Regions from separate parts of the Mus musculus genome. Here regions 2 and 3 are each linked to region 1. The links are chromatin contacts, called in public Hi-C and HiChIP or PLAC-seq maps. All regions are on one chromosome and are shown on one strand. Each heading gives the region's core, a stretch centred on a gene start, on an enhancer-like site or on the middle of the called end of the contact. The rest is flanking DNA. Distances are from core to core; before and after follow the strand shown. Region 1 holds the start of Eya1 (EYA transcriptional coactivator and phosphatase 1). Region 2 has its middle 160 kb from the start of Msc. Region 3 has its middle 190 kb from the start of Msc.

Region 1 (3,315 bases), core at 514-3,013:
TTCTTTGAAGGCATTTTGCTTGGTTATTTAAATAAAAATTATTGAATTTCATTACAAAAGTACATGTAATACGATAAATTTGACTGTAACATAGACAAGTAACTTGTATGTAAAACTGACATGGTATTTCTGCCGCTTTGACTTCACAGAGTGTGCACATTCTGGGTTCTCCAATATTATAATCTTTTATGAACTGCATGAATGACATTTGAGCAATACATGTCCAAAATAATTTTAACCTATAGGAAGCATGAATGCAATAGCTGAAGGTAAAGTTTAAGCCAGAGGTCAAATGTTATGTCTTGGGTAATTTAGTAACAAATCTAAGTGCAAAAGAAGTTACTGTCTGGGTGCTTGGTATTGTAAATAGAACTAATGTAGCATTAGATTTTACCTGACTGCAACAGAAAACTCCATAATAGACTTTGTTTTTTCTGCACATGCACTTTGGTATGTTGAATAACTGATCCTTCTGGTCTGAGAGAGTGCTGTAGGAGGTAACGTAACTATGTCAGCTGCATATATGATCCAATAGCAATCAACTGTTTTTTTGACCTGGCTTCCCAAATATGGTAGATACCTAGCTCATGGTTCCTTGCTGGTGCTGAACAAGATGAAATCCTAGGTGAGTTTGAAGTCCCAGCTGCCTCTTAGGTTTGACAAAGTGCTCCTTTGCAAGGAATTTAGACTGGCATCCTTTCTAGGAGGGGAAGGGAGAACTCCTGTTTGGAATTTTGGTCCTTAGAACCATTTAGTTGGGTTTTGTTTGCATCATCTGAAGGTGCTTTCGTTTCCTAATTGGCAGAGTTAAGGTAGGACCCATCTATCTCCTCTATTAGTTGATGTGAAGTTACTGTGATGTAAAAACATGTTCATACCAAGGTGAGAAATTAAAATAAGGAGACTTTTTTTTTAATAAAAAGAGCACATAGAATAGAAATATTGGTGATGATAAAAATACCTTCTTAAAATGCATATCCAGACTTAATTTCAGAGTGAGTGTTAGTTTGCATTTGCATTTAAACTGTGATATAGGACCGACAAAATATTAACCCATATAAGGAGACGCCTTCTTTCAAGATTACAAATTATCATAATGGCTAAACCCTTGACTTGGATAAAACATAGTTTGTTAACTGAAGCTCAGCTCCTAGGTGTCACCGAACGAACGCCTAACTCATAGATTCTGAATTAAGGTTGTGAGTTTTTAAAAGGATAAGTTGCAAAGCAAGTTCCAGACTAAACGAATCTCTTCTCAAGACCCATTTAAAAATGTTAATGGTGAAATATTATCTGGGTCCTAGCCAAAGAACTGAAGCCTTTGGCCTCCTAGCAACCCTTGCAGAATCCTCCGCCAGGCTTTCATTGTTAAGCTGCTAATAGCTAACACGTTTGCCCATTCTCCCTCTACTTCATAGAAACAGCTTTTTTTTTTTAAATCTTCTCCAGACCTGTAAGTAGGTAGGTACTTTAGGAAAAAGTGTTAAAAGTATCCGTTCTCCTAAGTTTCAGGTCCTCAAAAAAAATTTTAAAAAAAGTATTGAAAAAGTGTAAAAGATAACATGCAACTACTCCCCAAAGATCTTAATTGGGAGCTACTGGCGCGGGAGGATGTGTGTGTGTTGACAGAGGTTCCCACAAGTTCTTCCCCCACAGCTGTTTATTCAGATATCATGGGGCGCGTCATTTACATAATAAATTTTTTTTTAAAGCAGCGAGGTTGAGTCAGACCAAGCTCTGCTCCTCTCAATTGTTGCATTTAAACCAATAAGGTTAGGACAAGAGACTAGCTGTGGTTTGCGTTGCAAAAACAAAACAAAACAAAAAGCCCCGAGGCTTCGTGGGCAGACCTACAAGGCTGCGCAAACAAATCGGGGGATGAGATTTTGCTGTTTCTTTGTCTAGGCGTCTCAGATGCTATCTGCCGCTGCCGTTCGCTGGGGCGCAAAGCCGTTCCCAAACAGACCGCGGCGAGCTGATGGCTCCGAGCTTGCGGCGAGGTAGCGAGTGTGCAGGGCCACTTCCGACTGGAAGCCTTCCTGTGGCGGTGCGCGGTGGCGGGGTCCTTCCTGGGGAAGGCGATCGCGCTCAGTCGCTCCACAGCCCGAGCCTGCAGCAGCGCCCGGGCGCAGTCCCCGGGAGCCGGGCAATCCCCGGCCTCTGCGCTCCGCTGCCAGCCGCGTCACAGCGCCTCTGAGAGCTCCCGGGTCCCCGTGTTCCTGCACAGCAGCCAAACTATGTCAGGAATGGAGGTCTGCTAACACAGAAAACTCCAAGGAGCACACTAAACCGGTGGAGGCAGCAGATGTGAGCGCTGTAAGTACAAGCTGGTGTTTGAAAAACTGTAATGACCAAGTACTACTTACTGTCTGGTGGGCAAAGCCCGAGATAACTGGAGAGCCTTTATTAGGGTTTTGGTTTGTTTTCAAAGAAAAAAAGCACTGTGGCTTGGGGAAAACAATAACACTGTTTCTGGGACTTTAGAAGCCGCTGGGTTCCGTCGTAAAATTGTAATCTTTACCCTCCAAATGATCGGAGCCATTAGGATCATTAAAGGATCATTGCAAATTAACTACTTTTGTTCTGATTTTTATAGATAAGTAGAACACTAGGTAATATTCTCAGACGGGGGAATTATTTCATATCTTTTCTTAATTGCTGCACTAGCCCCAGAATATTGAGTGGTATTGAACAGGGTTATATCCATACATAGATGTATAGGTACGAAAGGTATACTTAGTGGTATTTATTACACAGATCACTTTTTCTACGGCTAGGTTGATAAATGAGGAAAGGTTTACAACGGAAAACTCAGCAGATGAACAACGAGCTGATAACTATGTTTTCAAGAAGGACACCTTTTTGTTCCAAAGCAAATTTATCAAAGACTTTACTAAGCAGGCTCATCTTCAGTATTCGATACAATAAGCCTTTGGTCCCTTAAAGTATTTGTCCCTCTCTGGCCCTTTTTGTGATTTGAATGCACTTGGAAGCTAAACTCCAGATTTTGAAACTTTTGAATATTCGTGTAAAGCACGGCCCTTCAAAATCAGTATTTGAATTGCTAACAACTCATAGGCTTACACTCTTGGGAGGAATTTTGAAGACATTTAAGCATAACGTTTGCAATAATTCAATACATTATGAACTGTCATTGAGTTTAGACAAGTGTTTTTAAGTTTCATTTCTTAAGATGGCCAGGGGTATAGAAACTTGTTAGCTGGGAATCATGGTGTGTAGCTGTATAGGTTTGAAGTTGTCTTTCTAATGTCTTTCAGAGAAGGTTTTATTTTATGCTTGTGAGAGTCTTTCCCC
Region 2 (3,315 bases), core at 244-2,743, 290 kb before region 1:
AACACCTTTCACCTCAAAATAAAAGAATTTGTGGTAACTATAAACCAAACAAATGAAATTTTTAGAGAAGCCTTTAAAGAAAGAAATTGAAGAAGACATCAGAAGATGAAAAGTTCTCCCAGTTCCACTGTGATCCGCACAAAAAAATTCCAACACAATTTTTCATGGCTTTCAGAAAAATTCTCAGCTTCATAAAGAAAAAAACCCATGATAGCTAAATCAATCCTGAACAACAAAGAATTTGTGGGAGGTATCACTACAGAGCTATAGTAATAAATAGTGCATGGTATTGGCATAAATATAGACACATTGATCAATATAATATTATTGAAAACCCAGACTAAATTCCATACACATATTGACATTGATTATTGATGAAAAAGCCAAAAATACACACTGGGAAAAAAAAGACAGTATTTTTCAACAAATGGTGCTGGTCAAACTTGGTGGCTGCATGTAGAAAACTGCAAGTAGATCCATATTTATCACCCTGCACAAAACTCAAGTCCAAATGGATCAAAGATCTTAACATAAAATGAGGTATACTGAATCTGATAGAAGAGAAAGTATAGAAAAGTGTTGAACACATTAGCATAGGGACAGCTTTCTGAACAGGACACTAATAGCACAGGCACTAGAGCAATGATACTGAATAGCTTCTGTAAGGCAAAGGACACTGTCAATCCTACAACATGCCAACATATGCAATGGAAAAGATTTTACAAACTTCACATCCAGTAGAGGACTAAGAACTCAAGAAACTAGGTATTGATAAAAACAACAAATAATTTAATTAAAAAATAGGGAATAGATCTAAACAGAATTCTCAATAGCAGAATCTCAAATTGCTGACATTTAAAGAAATGTTCAACATCTCTAGTAATCAGGGAAATACAAATCAAACTACTTTGACATTATACCTGTCAGAATGGTGAAGATTGATAACATAAGTGATAGTTCATGCTGGCAAGGATGTGGAACAAGGTGAATACTCCTCTATTGCTGGTAGGAGTACAAACTTGTCCAACCACCTTGAATATCAGTATGGTGGGTATTCAGAAAGTTGGAAATGAATCTTCCTCAAGATCTGCTACTAGGCATACATCCAAAGTACCTTTCATCTACCACACAGATGTTTCATCAACCATGTTTATGACTGCTCTATTAATAATATCCAGAAAGTAGTAACAACCTAGATGTCCTTCTACAGAAGAATAGATACAGAGAATGTGATACATTTCCACAATGTAGTATTACTCAGCACTTAAGAAAAGATACCATAAAAATTGCAGGCAAATGGATAGAACTAGAAAAAAACTTGTCCTGGGTGAAGTAACCCAGATGCAGAAAGATAAATGTCATATGTATTTGCTAATATGTGGATATTAGTCATTAAATAAATAACAACTAAGCTACAATATATAGACCCAGAGAGGCTTGATGAAAAGGAAGGGACTTGGTGTGACACATGGCTCTCCCTGAAAAGGGGAAGTAGAAGGGACTTGGTGTGACACATGGCTCTCCCTGAAAAGGGGAAGTAGAAGGGACTTGGTGTGACATATGGCTCTCCATGAAAAGGGGAAGTAGAATGGATTTTATGGAAGGATTAGGCGGGATTGAAATAGGAAGATCAGGTGGGGAAGGGAGGAAAAATGGTGTGAAGGAAGGAATGCAGTGAGAGATGCTTGAATTGAGAAGCATTTGAGATATATGAACACCTAGGTCAGTGGAAACTTTCTAAAATATATGAAGGTGATGTTAATGAAGTCTCCAAAAAAAAATGAGGGAGATGTCAATTAAGTTTATCACTTGTCACCAAAAGAAGCCTCCAGTCCTGGGCCTGAGTTACATCCAACTGAGTTGTTGGCCAACAGGTTCCCATGGAAATCCCCAAACAACCCAGGATATTGCTAGGATGTGCGGCTCTCCATAAACTGACAGTAAGGCCCCACTGCTAAAGACAACACCCACACAACACATTGAGCATGAAGAGGAAGACCTAGTGGTGCCTTCAGAGCAGCTTCATCCTTCACTCCTATATTCTACTATCTTTTGTGGCAGGAAGATACTTTTCAGGCTACCAAAGTAGAAGCATAACACCAACCCGGCCACAAAACTCTTGACCTACAATCTTTTCTGCCTGTAAGATATGCTAGGGCCATGGTGACACAAAGCTTGTGTTGGGTGTAACCAACCAATATCTGATTTGACTTAGTGCCCATTTCATGAGATTAAACACATATAACATAGCGTGAGTGACCAAGAACCAGGGACTATATAACCAGTGCCCCAGGGTAAAACCAAAGACTACTGGACTAAAAAGAGTAACAATAAATATCCTAATGATATTCTGTTATACTCACAGATCAGTGCTTGTTCAGCTAGCATCAGAGATGTACTTGCTGCAGCAGATGGGACATTACACAGAACTGGCTCTAAATGGGATGTGTCCATCAAATTCCTCCCCTCAGAGCTCAGTGAACTCTGAAGAAGAGGAGAGTATAAGAGCCACAGAGGATGGAGGACATCAGGAGAACAAGGCCTTCGAAGTCAACTGAGTAAATCTTAGATGAACTCACAGAGACTGAAGCAGCAAGCACAAGGCCTGAACAGGTCTGCACAGGTCCTCGGTGTATATAGTATAGCTTTCAGTTTAATACTTTTATGGTACTTCTGAATGTGTGCAGAAGGTTTGTGCCTTCTCCTAGGGATCTTTAACTTCTGTTGGTTTGCCTTGTCCAACTTTGATGTGATGGGTTTTGTTTTATCTAGTATTTTATTTTGTTACATTTGGTTGTTATAGCTTAGAAGCTGGTTCTTTTCTAATGGCAGTCAGAGAGTGGATCCAGATGGGAAGGCAAGTGGGGAGGAACTGGGAGAAGTAGAGGGAGGGCAAACTCTAATCATGATATACTGTATGACGAAAGAATCTATTTGAATAAAGGAGGTGGAGCAATAACTGTGAGAGAGGTCTTCCCAGCAGTGGCCATGCTGGTCCAGGACCTCTTTGCTTTCTTAGGTATTGTCATTTACCCACAGATATGTGAGCTCCATGTCCATGCCTCAGTTTCCCTGACTACTTATAAAGCAGGCTTTTCAGCACAGGTTTTGGTGGGAAATGGTGGGACAACAATGTCCCTTAAGGGGACAGTGTGGATGATCTGTGCTGTTCAAAACCTATGAGCAGCTTACAGATTCCTCAATTTGGACAGGTGGTCTCCTAGTTCCTTTTCCTGCTGCTGTGATAAAATATCCAACAAAAGCAACTTTAAGAAGGAAGTATCTGTTCTAGCTCACAGCTTTAGGTGCAATCTA
Region 3 (3,315 bases), core at 205-2,704, 260 kb before region 1:
TTGGTTTTAATGACTTTTACAATATTTTTTAATTTTTAATTATGTGTATACATGCACATCTATGGGTGGGAATATGCACTTGTGCATTCTGGTGACCTCAGAATCCAGAAGATGCTATTGGGTCCCTTGGAACTGGAATTATAGGTAGTTGTGAGCTGCTTCAGGTGGGTGCAGGGAACCAAACTCAGGGCCTCTTTAAAGATGTGCATGCTCTCAACCTCTGAGCTATCTCTTCAGTCCTTGTCATGCATGGAAAAAGGAAGAAATCCATTTCAATATCTACTTAAAATAAACACGCATGTATGTTCATATATATGTTTATTTTGCATACATTTATATTGTATGCATATACATATACATGTATCTATATGCCTGATGTGTATATTTCTAAGTCAATGGCCCTTAACTAGGGGGGTTGTATCTTTCATCTGTGACAAGATAGTTAGCTCAACTTTTTCCTTTTTTTAATCACCCAAGCTGAATACATTGTATTTCACTCTATAAATGTGTAAATACTGCTCCTTGAATAAAGATAGTATAGAGTGTCAGCATTTTTAAAAAAGTTTGTTCTAACCCTAGCCATAATCTTCTTGGGTTCATACCATTGTAGTATGTTAGGGAAACACTTGGGTTACCTAATAGTTGTGACTTTATAGAGACTGTAAATCTATTAAGCCACAATTTGCACATAATAAAAAGAAACAGCAAGTAGTTAAATGAAAGGCTCAATTCTGAGCTGCCCAACAGTTTTCCAGAAGTCATTGCAGCTGCTTCAGCCACTGCAGCCTGCCTTTGAGAAATTTAATCACACTGATTGAGGAAACCTGGAGAGAGTTGGCCGTTCCTGCCTTCAGTTCATAATTGCCTGGTAGACTTTGTTTCATCTATAGATGAAACAAAGCTGGCGCTGTGGAGGGCCAGAAGCAAAAGGCATACACTTATCAAATGCTTCCTACAGACCCTGCAGATCCGGCACCTACTACCGACCTATTCTGCCAGCAGTCAGGGAAGCCACTGACAAACTGATCTTTTGGTCACCAGCATGGTGGCCTCCTGAATGTCTTTATTACAGTACAGCACACATCAGCCAAGTTTGTAAGGGCCAGGTTCAGAGTAGAGAATGGAGTCTTTCTTATTCTGGAGAACTGCAAATGGGTGCAGATACATAGCAAGGAGAGAATTTAACCACCCAGTATTGAAAAAAAAAAAAAAGAAAAGAAAAAAGAAAAAGAAAGAAATTAGGGAAATCTTGGTATTGACTCAGCAAAACAAAATGACTGTCAACTGTGAGACCTCTGTATGCAAATAAATTTAAATATAAACATGAAATGCATCTAGAATACAAACATCATGTACAATAGAAACAAAGAGCTGGGTGATTACACATACATTCCTTGGGACATCGTCACTAAAGCTGAGGTTTGTATTAGCTGCAGGTTTCACTACTGCATGTGGGTGGGTGACCCTAGCCTAGCACACAAAAGATCTAGTCAGAAACCACATGCCCAGTTTTATTAAGTAAGAAAGAGAAGACAGGCTGGCAACAGAGATGCCAAGAACCAGAAAACCTGATACATCTTACTAATTGACTTGCAATACTAGCTGCTTGTAGAGTCACAATAAATGCATTTCCTCTTCAATGCAGGTGATGAACCCCACAACATAGACCCATAGGCAAGTTTAAAAAGTTGTTGGAAAGGACATACTAAAGTTTTAGCAGTGTGTTTAGATGATTCCCTAGAGAAATACCCCACTGTGTGGAGTCCTCCGTTTGGTTATTACAAAACCATTGTGTGTGGTTTTCTTCTTCGAGCCTTCTTGTTAGTGGGACATTTTTAAGGAATTTTAATTCCGAAAAACATTTACTCCCAGCTAATGCCTGCCAATTAAGTTCTATTCATTGAATCAACAGTTTTCTGTTACCTGTCCCTTCAGGTAGAACCAGGGCTGACAGCCTTGCCCTTTCCCAGGCTTCCACGCAGAGATCTTTCTGCTGCAAACAGTAGGGACACCTGTTTTGTGAGCAGGGCAGGCCAGCATCTGAAATCCTAGGAATGGGGTTGCTATTGAACAGGGGGTGCTCGATAAGACAGCCACTGTGATAGGCAGCGGAAATTTGATAATGAAAGGAGATGCCTAATAGATTAATCTGGTGCGATTTGCCAAAACACTAGGTTTTCAAGGAGATTATCCACACTCCAATAAGAAGCTCTTTGTCTCATGAAAAGCCCCCACATATCATTGTCTGCTTTATCTCAATAAGAGACATAATGGTTTGCTTGTTTACATGCATGATAGATATATGTTGAGCCGGCCTGTGGGGCTGTGAACTCCCTTTCATTGAAATGTTTCCAGCACGCAGGTTATTAGCAATGGGACACACATAAACCTAAGCCTGCCTTGCTTAGGTTGGCAGAAGTGATGGCTATTTCATCCACTGGGAAAGCGTTTTATTTACTGCTCTAATACTTTTTGAGAAAGTTGCAAGGTCATTCACAGCTGTCATGTAGGTATGCACATGTCCCCTGTGGGTTGAGTGATACTCCCCCAGGAATGACCATGTCACTCTCAGCTGCTCTTTTCACTGATTTTAATTATTTCATTAGCTTGTGGTGCATTTTCTATCTTGTATACCATAATGTGTCTTACACCTTCACCTGATTTATACTGACTATGTTTCTCAAAGATAACTCTTGATGCGACTTACACAGTACTGCTTTGACTCTTGGTATTGAGAGCATCCAAGTCAAAACACAAGCATCCTGCCTGGGACAATTTCTTCTATCTGCTTCCATGAAAATAATTACCCTGCTTCATTCTTAGCTTCTCTAAATAGTAGATACAACAGGCCAGGAATACCAGCAGTAGGCCTCCTACTCAGAGAATAAATAGGACATTTCCCACTAGTTGATTATAACTTGATTAAACACCCACTATTTGTTGGTGATTGGTTGGTTTTAATTATTGAGATAGGATCTTGTTATGTAGATCAAGCTGACCTGGAACTACCTATAGTTCTCTAACTTGATAGATTTTGATAAATCTAAGAAGAGTAACCGTCAGTCTTTTGCAATCTCATGTCTAAGAGCACATATTTCAATGTATTTATTTAAGGAATATGCCCCCTTCCAGTGACCTTTTATCACAGCTTCCAGAATGAATGTTTGTGATTCTCTCTCTCTCTCTCTCTCTCTCTCTCTCTCTCTCTCTCTCTCTCTCTCTCTCTCTCCCTCCCTCCCTCCCTCCCTCTCCCTCCCTCGCTCTCGCTCTCTCTCTCTGTGTTTTAAATCTTCTCTCTAGACAGAACTCTTTCTT

What was found. A called contact is a pair of places that touch in the nucleus more often than the background predicts. HiChIP or PLAC-seq counts read pairs in DNA pulled down with a chosen protein or histone mark.
Region 2: a contact with region 1 is called in an H3K4me3 HiChIP or PLAC-seq map of bone marrow-derived macrophages, with 5 times the contacts expected there. The contact joins the enhancer-like site here to the promoter of Eya1 in region 1. A contact is called at or near these places in 4 of 39 promoter capture datasets (the C10 cell line, cranial neural crest, maxillary cranial neural crest and 1 more), 4 of 484 Hi-C or Micro-C datasets (LSK cells, bone marrow-derived macrophages and uterus), 4 of 115 datasets of contacts at active chromatin or transcription factors (bone marrow-derived macrophages, craniofacial prominence and stem cell-derived neural progenitor cells) and 1 of 9 other capture datasets (liver).
Region 3: a contact with region 1 is called in a Hi-C map of the C2C12 cell line, with 3 times the contacts expected there. The contact joins the enhancer-like site here to the promoter of Eya1 in region 1. A contact is called at or near these places in 13 of 39 promoter capture datasets (the 3T3-L1 cell line, 3T3-L1-derived adipocytes, the C10 cell line and 8 more), 2 of 15 datasets of contacts at CTCF or cohesin (large pre-B cells and pro-B cells), 21 of 484 Hi-C or Micro-C datasets (the 3T3-L1 cell line, 3T3-L1-derived adipocytes, the C10 cell line and 12 more), 8 of 115 datasets of contacts at active chromatin or transcription factors (the NIH/3T3 cell line, acute myeloid leukemia, a beta-TC-6 cell line and 5 more) and 4 of 9 other capture datasets (adipose tissue, embryonic stem cells, liver and 1 more).

The regions. Positions count from the first base shown.
Region 1 is chr1:14,308,647-14,311,961 of GRCm38.p6, reverse strand. Eya1 (EYA transcriptional coactivator and phosphatase 1) reads left to right here and starts at 1,763. Exons shown (of 18, transcript NM_001310459.1): 1 at 1,763-2,316.
Region 2 is chr1:14,594,374-14,597,688 of GRCm38.p6, reverse strand. No RefSeq gene overlaps it. Among named protein-coding and RNA genes, the nearest start is that of Msc, 160 kb to the left of the region's middle. Within about 2 kb of position 1,493, at least 33 of the 459 cell types and tissues checked have an H3K27ac peak or open chromatin away from gene starts, as enhancers often do. A contact at or near this core is called in bone marrow-derived macrophages, where this site is marked.
Region 3 is chr1:14,564,725-14,568,039 of GRCm38.p6, reverse strand. No RefSeq gene overlaps it. Among named protein-coding and RNA genes, the nearest start is that of Msc, 190 kb to the left of the region's middle. Within about 2 kb of position 1,454, at least 10 of the 459 cell types and tissues checked have an H3K27ac peak or open chromatin away from gene starts, as enhancers often do. A contact at or near this core is called in the C2C12 cell line and embryonic limb bud, where this site is marked.